Regions from separate parts of the Rattus norvegicus genome. Here region 2 is linked to region 1. The links are chromatin contacts, called in public Hi-C maps. All regions are on one chromosome and are shown on one strand. The core of a region is the stretch at or near the end of the contact, and the rest is flanking DNA. Distances in the headings are between cores, read along the strand shown.

Region 1 (2,700 bases), core at 120-2,619:
CACATCCACATACATCCATATAAGTAACACATACCACCCACATAAGACACACCATACACACCACACACACACACACACACACACACACACACACACACACACACAGCCCACCTTCTCCAATTGTGATTACAACTTTATGGGACAGAGCAAATGCTACATCAGAATTAAAGATGCAGTGACTTGGGGTTGGGGATTTAGCTCAGTGGTAGAGCGCTTGCCTAGCAATCGCAAGGCCCTGGGTTCGGTCCCCAGCTCCGGGGGGCGGGGGGAGAAAAAAAAAGATGCAGTGACTCCCCAGCACTTCTGTCCGTGATCAACTGTGTTGCAGAGTATGACTTCCCTGCAGACTTGATTCCGAACACATGTGTGTGCTGTGCACTGTGCATGACCTGGTGCCACACATCACCAGCGAATGCTGCCTGAGCCCCTCAGCTCAGATCTGAGACAGTGTTTTTACTGTACATACAAAGTCCTCTGTTCTTACCAAAACATCGAGGTTTAATTATGGAAAACAAATGCCTTCAACATTTCCCTGATGACAGCCCTTGACACGTCACATGAATGTGTCTTTGGGTTGTATGATGTAAGCATATTTGATTTTAAAACGTGCTGTTTGAGCTGCTGACTTGAATTTCATTTTTAAAAAGATCATTAAATCGTGGTTTTGAGACTAACACAGAATTCCCAACAATTTCTGAAATGGCTCTAAACACATTTCTGCTATTTTGAATTTACACCGCCTGTGAAAAATACTGAAGATATTCCATGTTCTATGGTATGAAATACGTAGCTAATGTCGTATTCCCTATGTAAATATAATCAATCATACCCATCTCATCTCTACAAATTTGCTCTCATCTTTAATAAATGCTGTAATTATATGTATGTGTAAGAACTGCTTTTAAATTTTCTTTGTGAGCTATTACCTCTAAATGTAATTGCTTCTCTGTTTTTGTCTCCATATAGCTAGGGTCGCATACAGGAGGCGGCGAAAAGAAAAAATGTAAGCCCTGCCCTAAAGAATAGCTCCCATCCTCCTCTCTGGGAGAAGATGCCCTGGTAAATTCTGGCAGGCACCTGGGTTACTCTGTGCTCTCCCTGTACCCACAGCCAGTTCAGGTCACCGTGCGGGCGCCCTGCGGCTCCCAGAACAGGTAACAAGCATCCCAAAGCCTGGAATAGACGCAATCTACGTCCCTCACCCAGCCCTCACTGCCTGGAGGACTCTGCGAAAGAACTCCCCAGCCACCAGGCCACTGAGCACCCTAGGACCTCAGCCAAGGGAATGGGGACAAAGCGGAAGGTGCTAAGAGCTGCCACAGCCACAGATGGGATGAGGCCTGCATGCAGAAGCTCTGTCACAGCGCCACCATGTGGTCAGCTGCAGAATAGGCATGGCACCAGTGGGGTAGGGGTGGGGCCTGAAAGGGATCTACCCTTTCTTGCAGAGGCCCCTGGGGGATTTGGAACCCGGCCCTACTGGCTGACCTCACTAGGACACTCTCTTAGGACCCAAAGTTGGCGGGAAACTTCTGTCTCATAACTCTTACTCTGTTAGGAAAGGCCTAAAGCCTCTGAGGAAGAGACCAGAGGCACAGATGGACTTTTGCTCCCTGAGTGAAGGCTCCTAGTGTTCAGTGCAGAGATGGATGGGGAAAGAGAAAAGTGGGTCAGCTTCTTGGTGGGGGAGGGTGATCCCAGAGGATGCACCATCTAGGGTCATCTCAGGTGCTGGTTCTGCAAGGGAATTCCGGAAGAACCGCCATGCTGTACCGGCCAGTCTGCAAGGGGTTGGCATGAAGCCCTGGCTTTGACTTTGAGAAATAAGTCGCAGACCAACATACACCCGGCACTACGCCAGCCTGCCAGCCAGCCCTGGGTACGCTGGGTATTTGACAGCACTCTGACTGAGAGCCCAAGTGGGAGGGAAGTGAGACGCAATTTGAGTGGGACAGGAAACAGGATGTGGCAGTGTTCCTCTGGCCTAGGCCTGAAAGAGCTATGGCAGGTTCCAGGGTGGGCCTTGAGTGCCACCTGGTTTTGGACTGCAAATCATCAGGCAAACACCATTTTCCTGACCCATGCACCTTCTTTGACACTAGTCCGTTATGTGCCTGGAGGCCAGAGCACGAGAGAGCAGAGAGCGAAGTAACCTCTTCCCCAAACCCTGAGGATAAAAAGCTCATCTTTGCCTTTCTAAGCCAAGTTGTGTGGTGGGGAGGGGGAGCGGGAGTAGGAAGGGGAGCGGGAGGGAGAGGGGGGATGAGAAGATGAAGGGATCCTTTGTGCTTTGAGAGCCTCCAGGCAGGAAAGAACAGCCTCTTCGAAGGATGTAAAAACCATCCGTGGGGTTGCCTGTGGCCCAACAAGAGAAAGCTTTCTCTGCTGGGTTGTTTAAGTAATGCCTGCTTCTGGATGCAGTGTCACACGGCCCTCTGGACAATGACCTGGGCTCTGCCGAGGCCCACAGATCCCCAGGGCTGGAGAACAGTGAGGGAATCATTGGGCATAGCCTGAGGTCAATGTGGCAGCCCGTGTTCCTCTGAGCTCAGGAGTTCCTAAGTAAGCTCTGAGTGGGAGGGATCCCTGAGAAGAAACAGAACAGTAGGTGGACGGTCCTCCCCAGGGAAGTGCAGGCTGCTGTTAGGTTTAACCTGATGTGGGAAACAATGTCCAACTGGTGTTCCCAGTTCAGTGTTA
Region 2 (2,700 bases), core at 157-2,656, 230 kb after region 1:
CTGAGCTAAATCCCCAGCCCCTCCCCCCGCTTTTCTAAAAACCTAAATAATTACTATTTATTTAGCCCAGCTATCATGATGTTCTCTTTCTAGGACCACCATCATTCTTCTTATTAATTTTTGCTTATTTATTTAAAAACAATGTCTTTCTAAGTAGCTAAGTTTGGCCTTGGTCTAAATAGCAGGGGCTTCCCTCAAACTCATGACACTAAAGAAAAAGAAAGAATAAAAGAAAGGAAGGAAGAAAAGAGAAATAAAATGAATGAAAGGAAAGAAAGAAGAGAAAAATGAAAGAAAAAGAAAGGAGGAAAGAGGGGTTGGGGATTTAGCTCAGTGGTAGAGCGCTTGCCTAGCGAGCGCAAGGCCCTGGGTTCGGTCCCCAGCTCCGGGGGGGGGGGGGGGGGGGAAAGGAGGAAAGATAAAATTAAAAAAGAAAAGGAAGAGCTCAGGAAGAGGGAAGGTAAGATGGGGAGGAGAGAGCGTGGTTCAGCTCCATGGCAGAGACCTTGCCTAGAATGCATACTTCCCAGCACTGTAAACCCCCAAACAAGACAAAACAAAACAAAACAAAAAACCGTTTATAGCTGCCCAATGGACAGGGAAATGTAATTTATAGTAAGAGAAAGCATATTTGTGGGACCAGGAGTGAGGGCAGAGAGAACGAATTATCAGGAAGCACGAAGAGATTTCTAGATGTGAAAAACGTCCCCATACGTTGCTTATGACATTAGGCAAGTAGGTATATGCTCTGTGGGTGTGTGATGTGTGTATATGTATTTTTTTCAGAACTCTTGATCATTTATTCTTAAAGCCGATATTTACTGCACACATAAAAAAATAGCCCAGTAAAATTTATTTTAAAAGCTATCCTGTGCCACACACTGCCTGAAGAGAAGACTCAAATTTCTTATACTAGCAGACACCACAGTGTGGCTTCCTTCTCTCCTTGCTTCTCCTCTTACTCCATTCCCTTAAACACTGTCCATTTTAAGTACACTGCAGATCTAAAATGTGCCTAGAGGTCTCGCCCTTCTCTACTCCCAGTTCAGTTTGTCTCACCTCTGTGACCTCTTTTTTGTTCCCCTGACCCGATACAAAAGTCTATCACAGAAAGCTTTTGGTGGGGCTCCTGTTATGTCTTCCCAACTCCGTGATTAGGCTTTGAGTGTGACAGCTGTTCCTTGTCATTACCACGACTGCAACTAGGGTACCGGGTCACAGAGCTGCTGAGTCTTTGGAAAACCAGAGCCTGACTTTATAATCAATCATAGCCTGGAAAGGCAGCACCGACACCACCCCTCCAGTCCTGCAGGCGGCGCTGTGGCAGCCGCCCGCCCATCTCCCGACCGCTCTGAGCGGAGGCCCCACCCCCTAACAGCATGCCTCCTGCCCATTGGACCGGCGCGGCCGGGGCTGACCAATGGCGCAAGCGCTAGTGCGCCTCCATCTTTGGGCCGCCAGAGTCCAGCGCTGTGGGCGGTTGCGGGAGAGCGGTGGGCTGTCAGTGCGACAGCGCGTTTCTTGCTTCGCGGCCTCGTTTCGCGCTGCCCGAAGCCGCGATGCCTCAGTTCCAGACCTGGGAGGAGTTCAGCCGCGCGGCTGAGAAGCTCTACTTGGCGGACCCCATGAAGGTGAGTCGCTGCAGGGACGGCCCCGGGACTGGGGTCTTCTCTAACCTTGGCGCGACCTGTGCACATCCAGGAAGCTGAATCGGTCTACCGGTGTCACTGCCCTCTCTCGTCTCCTTCCATCTGACACGGAGACCCATGGAAGCTCCGCCAGCAACCACAGGCAGAGCCTTTTCCGCAGCGGCGGGCTCCAGAGCAGGCTGCACCCGGTGGAACGCCTGACTTCCGCTATGGATTTGGTTGGTTTACGTGTCGCCGGCTCTTTCCTGTCCGTCACGTATTTTAGTGCCCCTTTCCCTTCCCACCAAGACGCAAGAGTACCTACTTACAAAGTGGTGATAATTCCGGTCCCAGTTGGGAAGAACCTACTCCACTTTTTTTTGGATAGTGGGGATTTTTAGTTTTTTTTTTCCCCGTGGGTCAGTTGAAACCTTGTGAATGCTTGCACTTATACGTTAGACATAAATGTTTGCAAACGGTTCATTCCCCAAAGCAGAACTACCCATTCCCATTTACCAGTCCAGAATAGGTTCCGGGAGAGACACAAAGGTACATTTCACCGTTCCTTAAAGGGTTGTTGAAGGTAAGGTAGATGCATTCGTGTGTGTGTGTGTGTGTGTGTGTGTGTGTGTTTGCGTGTGTGCGTGTGTGTGTGTGTGTGTGTGTGTGTACTGAATAGATGCTCAGCATGCAGAACTCACTTAAGAACGGGAAGAGGGAACCGACTCCTCAGAGTTGCCCTCTGATCACACATCACACATGCACGCGTATACATACACACACACAGTAATAAGTAAAAATGTAAAAATACATTGGAGCTGGCAACTTGTAGTGGCAGTACTTACCTCAGACTTTTTACAGGGAGCCATCTCTCCAGCCCACAGGAAGCATCTTTTAAAAAGGTTAATTCATGGGACTGGAGAGATGGCTCAGTGGTTAAGAGCACCGATTGCTCTTCCAGAGGTCCTGAGTTCAATTCCCAGCAACCACATGGTGGCTCACAACCATCTGTAATGAGATCTGATGTCCTTTTCTGGTGTGTCTGAAGACAGCTACAGTGTACTTATATATA

What was found. Hi-C and Micro-C count contacts between places; a contact is called where the count stands out from the background.
Region 2: a contact with region 1 is called in a Hi-C map of Schwann cells, with 4 times the contacts expected there. The contact joins the promoter of Srp9 here to the enhancer-like site in region 1. A contact is called at or near these places in 11 of 12 Hi-C or Micro-C datasets (the A7r5 cell line, the Rat2 cell line, Schwann cells and 6 more) and 1 of 1 datasets of contacts at active chromatin or transcription factors (oligodendrocytes).

The regions. Positions count from the first base shown.
Region 1 is chr13:96,132,917-96,135,616 of GRCr8, forward strand. No RefSeq gene overlaps it. Among named protein-coding and RNA genes, the nearest start is that of Lbr, 39 kb to the left of the region's middle. Within about 2 kb of position 1,370, at least 37 of the 93 cell types and tissues checked have an H3K27ac peak or open chromatin away from gene starts, as enhancers often do. A contact at or near this core is called in Schwann cells, where this site is marked.
Region 2 is chr13:96,362,847-96,365,546 of GRCr8, forward strand. Srp9 (signal recognition particle 9) reads left to right here and starts at 1,407. Exons shown (of 3, transcript NM_001126095.1): 1 at 1,407-1,631. The coding sequence starts at 1,560.